Linked DNA regions of Bombyx mori: region 2 is linked to region 1. A link is a contact called in public Hi-C data. All regions are on one chromosome and are shown on one strand. The core of a region is the stretch at or near the end of the contact, and the rest is flanking DNA. Distances in the headings are between cores, read along the strand shown. Region 1 overlaps LOC101745779 (dorsal-ventral patterning protein Sog). Region 2 holds the start of LOC101745779 (dorsal-ventral patterning protein Sog).

Evidence for each region. A called contact is a pair of places that touch in the nucleus more often than the background predicts.
Region 2: a contact with region 1 is called in a Hi-C map of whole pupa, with 2.6 times the contacts expected there. The contact joins the promoter of LOC101745779 here to the enhancer-like site in region 1. A contact is called at or near these places in 3 of 7 Hi-C or Micro-C datasets (all in whole pupa).

The regions. Positions count from the first base shown.
Region 1 is chr8:9,222,348-9,226,495 of ASM3026992v2, reverse strand. All of the region lies in intron 3 of LOC101745779 (dorsal-ventral patterning protein Sog), which reads left to right. Among protein-coding and RNA genes, the nearest start is that of LOC101737836, 39 kb to the right of the region's middle. Within about 2 kb of position 2,480, at least 6 of the 8 cell types and tissues checked have open chromatin away from gene starts, as enhancers often do.
Region 2 is chr8:9,313,269-9,317,416 of ASM3026992v2, reverse strand. LOC101745779 (dorsal-ventral patterning protein Sog) reads left to right here and starts at 2,328. Exons shown (of 16, transcript XM_012695533.4): 1 at 2,328-2,743. The coding sequence starts at 2,629.

The sequences.
Region 1 (4,148 bases), core at 1,231-3,730:
TGGTAATTAAATTTAGCGTATATGTAAGTTTTTAGGGGCACAAAAAAGGACACATGGTATTTTGTATGGATATAGAAAAGAAAAGAAAAACTATGACCGAGCGTTAATGCCGATTATCTAATCTATATATTAATACGTGACGCAAAAACTTTGTATCCCTTTTTACGAAAATTGCGCGGACGGAGGAGTATGAAATTTTCCACACTTATAGAGAATATAGAGAAGGAGTGCACAATGCTAATTTTTTTTTTAAATAATGCTTAAAAGATATATTAAATCAATAAAGATAACATTACATACGCTACCGTGTATTTGACGCACACACGCATGCATACTATTTTTATTTATTGACAAAACTTTGTTCTTGACGTCTGTGGTCAAATTGTCTTTATTAATATTTTTTATAGTGTAATGTTGGCGAAATTTGTGATTATAGAAGTATAAAATACAATCATAATAGTGTAAAAACTTACAATTCCAATTAATTATAGTCGTATTTCGACTACTGCGGGACCTCTAGTAAATATAGTATTGCTTCAGTAGACGCGTCGTAATATTTTGTTTTGAACTAAATACGTGCGTTTCGAGTCGGATGCGCGTCAGAAATCTACATACATTTTTCAACATAGTCGAGGTCAAGGTACCTGGATCTATTTTCACGACATAGCATTGAGTAAAAATAGAAAATGCAGTGTTAAATTATAAGCAAACTTTTTTAAAAGTACAGCATAAGCGTAGTTAGACTTAGGCGTCAAATTTATTGATGTTTAACGACGAATGAAAATCAAAATTGACAAGTGAAATAGAATAGGTGCCTTTATCTAATCCTTTCATAAACGCTCTCTAAAATACAGTAGTGGGTCACTTGCATTGTGAAACGTGCCGATGTTAACAAGGACGAACGCAATTACTTAATTACGAGAGTATTGGGATACTTGGGGTCGACATTTCGAGCGATGTCCAGTTTCGGAGTCATTTGGAAGGCAAAGCCAAGTTGGCGTCCAAAATGCTGGGAGTCCTCAATAGAGCGAAGCGGTACTTCACGCCTGGACAAAGGCTTTTGCTTTATAAAGCACAAGTCCGGCCTCGCGTGGAGTACTGCTCCCATCTCTGGGCCGGGGCTCCCAAATACCAGCTTCTTCCATTTGACTCCATACAGAGGAGGGCCGTTCGGATTGTCGATAATCCCGGTCTCACGGATCGTTTGGAACCTCTGGGTCTGCGGAGGGACTTCGGTTCCCTCTGTATTTTGTACCGTATGTTCCACGGGGAGTGCTCTGAGGAATTGTTCGAGATGATACCGGCATCTCGTTTTTACCATCGCACCGCCCGCCACCGGAGTAGAGTTCATCCATACTACCTGGAGCCACTGCGGTCATCCACAGTGCGTTTCCAGAGGTCTTTTTTGCCACGTACCATCCGGCTATGGAATGAGCTCCCCTCCACGGTGTTTCCCGAGCGCTATGACATGTCCTTCTTCAAACGAGACTTGTGGAGAGTATTAATCGGTAGGCAGCGGCTTGGCTCTGCCCCTAGCATTGCTGAAGTCCATGGGCGACGGTAACCACTCACCATCAGGTGGGCCGTATGCTCGTCTGCCTACAAGGCAATAAAAAAAAAAAAAAAAAAAAATTACTAGTATTGAGAGTTATTCGACTGATTTGATAATTGAAATACTACTGTTTCGGCACATCATGGTTTCCGAACAATGCTTGTTCCTGATAAATGGCGAATCACTCACCAATGTCTTCTTTCTTACCCCGGTGACAATTTTGATATTTTTTTTACATATAAATTGAAGTTATGTAAAATGCCAGTTTGTTTATTTCAAATAATTTCAGAAACCAAGTCTTTGAAGTTGGTCGTAATTTTATAGCTCTACTTTCTTGGCTAGAACGCCAAGTATTCCTTCTGAACTATTTCTAACTTTATCTCTTTCTTCTCGACTATTTTTTTTTATCAAACTGAGCGGCTTAGTGTTTTGATTATAACTAGTGCCACTATGATTTCTATGAATATTTAGACAGCCAAGGATTTCGTGATTAAGGAGTGACGATGAATTTAAATCCATTCATTTTAAAAACGACAATATTTTATATTAAGCAACCAATATAAACGAGTTCTAGTTTTGAGCAATGAGTTTGATCTGACTTTTGCGGACTATTAATACTGTATGTTTACGCAGTTTCTGCCTTCATTAGGTACGTTCGTTTATAGTAAACGTCGTCACTCTGGCGCCTAGTTACATCATTCGATTGGAAAACTCGACGCGTCTGAGAGGCCTAAAGACCGGCCGCGACTAGACTTGGAATGAATCGATCACGGTCCTAGTCAGGTCACGTCTCTCGAGGTGACTTTCAAAACTTTAAAGTTTACAGTAAACGACATTAATGAGCGGTGCCGGTGATACGCCGTTTGTCCGCAGAATCTCAGTCAGTACCGCGCGAGTGCGGTATGCGTCCGCATAAATATTCATGTACACTGCATCTACGACGTGTGAGCCAAGCCCAGCGGAGTCAAAGGTGTCCCGATGCGCAATGCGCGCTGTTGTCAGGGTTGTCCCATTCTTCTTTATAGATATTATCTTGATAAGTGAATCAAACTGATGACTGTTACAACGGTATATTCGTTTAGAAATAGGTCACACTTTACGTAGGGAATTTAGCATTCTACTTTGTATAAGATTTGCAGAAATTATGATCTTATTATAAAGCCCAAAATAGCATTAAGAGATAATTGACTATACATTCATACTTACATTTTTTTATGCATTCTAAGTGAGCCTTGGCACTTTTGAATTGTTAGAAGATCTTACATAAATATGGTCCATGCGGTTAAAATCAGATCCACCTCCAGCTACTGTAATTATATTCATATCATTCACCTAAAGTAAATAGTATTTAACTTCTAATATTTTTATTACTCCCACTAATTCCTATTCCCAGGCTTTTCAATCCCGCGTTTGCGAAGAAGCGTTGAACTCAGGTACGATATTTTGGACCAAATCCACCTCGGGAGTAGCAGAATAGAACATTTGTGACGTATTATCGATTAATCATATAATACCAATGGGACTCGGAAATATGATAATACTAGCTTCGCTTAACCCCTTCGCTGGGCCTTTAAAATTAACATTATTATTTCTCACCCCCACAAATATTCTCATCATTAACGCCCCCGCAACTGGTGTAGGGAGTCCAACACTCATAAATATTAGCCTATCCATTAAGTACATGTATTTTCTACATGGATATCAATTTTCAAGTCAATCAGATACACAGTTCAGTAGTTATAACGGAACATCCGTAAAAACCACTGTGGATTTATATATTAGCATAGATACTGCAATTTAATTAATTAATTGTCTAGATTGTGTTATATATTTATTTTCAACCCTGAATAACGTTCTCCGGTCGAATCATCTTTCAATTCTAGTTCTTTGTTGTGCTCGCAAATATCCTAGAACCATTCATCGCCACGTTGGCGCCATTTGCAAATAAATTTAGGGCTGTCTCGGGTAGCTTATGAATTTACGGAGTGAATTATGAGCGGTGGCGTCGGAGCGTGCCAGATTACAATCTGCTTTCGGATAAACTCGCTAGACTCGTAAACAGCTCTTCTCGTCACGTTTACTGTAGTTACTATGCGCTTGTTTATCTTGTTAGTATGTCGTCCGCTACCGATCATCTGATAACGCGATTTATAACATTTACTCACTTCAAAATATGTTGAATACGTTTATTTCTCGAGTACCAACCAGGACTCCGTGTTAACGCACTTTCGGTTAGATTAGATTAACTTATTAAGTAAATTATGATACATATTGAAATAAGCAACGCATTTGCAACGTGCTTGGGAACACGTATACCGCGTTCGCCGTTGATGGGAGCCACTTTTGAAAGGAGAATCTTAAGTAGTAGTAGCATCTGTCTGAAAAGTTACGTTTTTTTTTATTGCTTTGTTGGGTGGACGAGCTACAGCCCACCTGGTGTTAAGTGGCTACTGGAGCCCATAGACATCTAGAACGTAAATGCGCCACTCACCTTGAGATATAAGTTCTAAGGTCTAAAGTATAGTTACAACGGCTGCCTTACCCTTCAAACCGAAACGCATTACTGCTTCACGGCAGAAATAGGCAGGGTGGTGGT
Region 2 (4,148 bases), core at 1,079-3,578, 91 kb before region 1:
AACAATTTAGAAAAATGTACCTACATACCGGATTTTTTTTTACGAAATAAGTCAGTAGACTTATTGATGAATCTAATGAAGATTTCAAAAGAATTTGAAGTTGTTGTACAATATTATTACGAAACTTTGTTTTTTTTTTCCTTTCTAAGTAGACGAGCATACGGCCCACCTGATGGTAAGTGGTCACCGTTGCTCATGGACGTCAGCAATACCAGAGGCAGAGCCAAGCCACTGCCTACCAGAATGAAGATATGAAGAGTAAACGAACTAAATGGAGAGTGCTCGAAAAGTTACTGTAGCAATACTGGAATGCTGTTATAAAATGCTGTTTAGATATCGGTTTCGTGTCTCAATGGGTCGGCATTGAAGTTGTGATGACCATGGGCTTCGATAACAACTTTGTAGTGGCCCGAGATCTCTCCACTTTTCATCAACATAAAATCGACTGTGACAAAATCGCAATACAAATAAAGATGTACATAGTATAATAATTGGAGTAGTGCATTTATATCGATGAAAACGCATAACACTTAGATATTTCAAATCGTGCTGTAAAGTCATAAACATATTTCAGTTTATATTTCATCCCACGCGGTATAAGTTATTATTGAGATACTATTTTCAACAGCAATAACGTTGCAACGCGCCTCGGTTGCAACGAATTTTATCACGTTCACAAATTCAAACTTTTATCGTAAAATCACCGATCACTGCAACTTTGTAAATGGTTCTTAAACGCCCAAGATAGACACGCTGAACACATTCAGACGAGTTTACGCGCTTTTCTGACGCATTTACGTTGTTTTGAAAATGAGTATAAACAGGTGGTGATTTCATGATTTCTGTACACCACCAGACAGTCTATTTGACCTTGCTTTTAGAGTTTCATGACGCGTTATTTAAATGTACAAAAATGTAGGTATATATAACCATTTTACTGGTGGTAGGACCTCATGTGAGTCCGCACGGGTAGGTATCACCACCCCGCCTATTTCTGCCGTGAAGCAGTAATGCGTTTCGGCTTGAAGGGTGGGGCAGCCGTTGTAACTATACTGAGACCTTAGAACTTATATCTCAAGGTGGGTGGCGCATTTGCGTTGTAAATGTCTATGGGCTCCAGTAACCACTTAACATCAGGTGGGCTGTGAGCTCGTCCACCCATATAAGCAATAAAAAAAAAACCATTTTAAAATATTTAGAGATCCACGAACAGTCCTTAAATATTTATGAAGTTTGAATTTTATTTAGGATAGTCCATTATTTCAACAGAAACTACCCCTGACTATCCCTAAATATATCTCTGCCAACTGAGCCGCGTATCAAGCTAAATATCAAACAAACTAGTGCATAAAATCAGTGAGTGTCAGATGGGATCATTTATTTTAATGTAGTTAGTCAAAAACGTCAGTTATTTTGGAAGTACATAGTTTGTAAAAATACTGTTTTGGAGAGATTTTGTAATGGGAAAAACGCCCTGCGCAATCGAGTAATGCGATCGTAAAATGCGTTAGATAAGTTCAAAACTCCCTGAGAGTACTTATAAATATAATAGATTTCCACAAACGACCGCTACGCAGGAAATCATCGTGTTATAAAAATAAAAATCGCCAAAAAGAAACATAATTACTGATGGTAGGGGTCATGTGGCGATTACCTTGAAGCAGTTGTCTTGCAGTACATTAAAAACTTCGACAACAGTGTCCTTAGTGCGAGTTTCTTAACGTCCTCGATAGCGTAAAAGTTAACCCAATTTTGTATGCAGTTGGAACAGCGCCTCTAGCGGCAAACGTACGCAAACGATCCCATTCGATACAAATATGAGCTAACTTTTACGCTATCGAGAACGTTAAAAAACTCGCACTAAGCACCCAGGTCTCAAGATGAGCCGGACATTACTTTTATGATGTCTACGGTCGGTAGCCACTTAACATCAGATTGGCTGTAAGTTTGGTCGCACATCCACGGTAGTGAAAATTAACTTTGTGATACAGTGGAAAACCTGTTTAAGCGCACAAAAGTTCTTACAGGTAGAGCTGAAAACCTGAACTGTGCTTCAGTGTTTCTTTTTAATATTCACAGTTTAAGTTACAAACATTTTAAATCTCGCAGATCCGAAAACGTATATCACAAAACAGTTGCAGTATGCAAAAAAATTATGCTTGATTGACTCAAAAGTTGTAGTTTATTGTAATCCTCAGTTAAAACACCTCAAAAAAACTTTTCAATAAAAACTCGATGGTTCAATAATTATTATTAAGCATACGGAGATATTTAAATTTGTTTCACGAGTTGCGATGGTAATAATGCACATATTTTGATGTTAGGTGTGCGGGAGGCGGCGGGTGGGGCGGGCGGATAGCGACGCTGCATTTTCCCCAGGCGTATCGCGCGTTGCGATTTCCACGAGGGGCGCGCCGGTCCCCTCGCCGCAAGAGCCGGGAAATCGCGCGTCGTCCGACTCAGTCCGGTTCAGCCGTCGCGCTATAACGACGCCTGCCAGTGTGCGCCACAATCGCGAACTCGCGCTCGTTGCATCGCTTGTTGTACGAACTGCGCGCGTCCAAAATAGTGAGCTCGTGGCCGGGAAACGATCAGATCCCGGTGAGATACTAGTGTGAGAGCGGCGCCATGCTGCCGGCGCTGTTGGTGCTCACGTTAGCGGCTCTGGCCCCGGCTGCAGCACGCCGTCATGCGCCTTACCTGCGCGAAGACGAGCCCGCCCGTCGTACCGCTCGAACCGCCGGTGAGTGCATCTCTAACGCTGCCAAAGATAATCATCCAATGCTCCCGAGGCATTTATGTATACATCGATGTACTGCTACTAATCTACAACAGTGCACATTCAAACAGGCGGCATTAATTACGCTTCGCATAGAACGGCATGCGCGTAAAGACGCGCACGTGTGTTTATGTATGTAAATAATTGCATTCTGAAATTTATGCACCGGTCTAGAGCGACTGGATCAATTACATCAACCTGTACATTTACGAGGTGTAGTAAATGTTGTCGTTGAATTTGCAAAAATCGTTTTAAGTATTTCTTATTTGACGCTCTAAAACTGTTTGTTACGGGAATGATAGGAAATAAAAACAAAGTCACACTCATTATGGCAATATCAACAAATGTAGAGCTTCGTCGAGGGAATCTATTTTAGTAGGAAGAAATATCTAATCGTTATCGGGCAAAGACTTTCGAGATCATGTATAAGTTCGATAGATTATTATCAGATTCTGTTGTAGTGACAGGAGATCAGTGGGCAGTGGCTGTGAAAATATTTAAGAATAAAAAAATACAATCTGGAAGTACGTTTTATGTTTATTCTTGTGTTGATATTCAATGTTTTTGTTTAGGTGTGTAATAAAGTATACTCTGACTAAATGAATAAAAGCAGATATTATAGCTATTAATTTATAAATTTTTTTTGTTGACTTTTATGATAAAGCTCATGGTTAATCTGATGTTGAGTGATATCGGATGCTTAGAGATGTCACTATTTCACTAATTATATAATAGTCGATGTCCAGTCAGGATACCGGTCATCTGTACCCAAACTAGGGTTCCCTGTACTATAGATACCAGAGACAGATATATATAGTTATACACGTTTAAATAAATTCACATATACATATTGAACACCCAGACCGAGAGCAAACAAAATTATTCATCATATTATGAATGTTTGCCCGATGTGGGAATCGAATTAACAACACTGTCCAGTAATCAATAGCGCTAACTGTACCACCGAATAAGTCAATTGTAATGTATTTTATAGATAAACTCTGTGCTCTTCTATACAGTATTGTCTATGGTAGACGTGATGAAAGTCTGATTTTAAACACTATTTTAAATTATTAACAGTGTTCAGTTTCTGAACGTAAAAATGTCAGCGAGCGACGTCCGCCATGACACCAAATCCTCTTTCAAATTCAGCCACCAAGAGCAACTCATCAATTTTATAGTTTTCTTATATTAAGTCGTTAATTTGTAATATAAAGGTTCAATAAATATTTCTTATAAAAAATATAGTCCACGCTTAATTACTATAACGCAACAAACAGTGTATATAGACATCAGATTAACATGCATTATATGGCCTAACTTTAGGTTGACGTATCAAGAAGAAAAACTGTTGGCTGTTCGTTCGAAA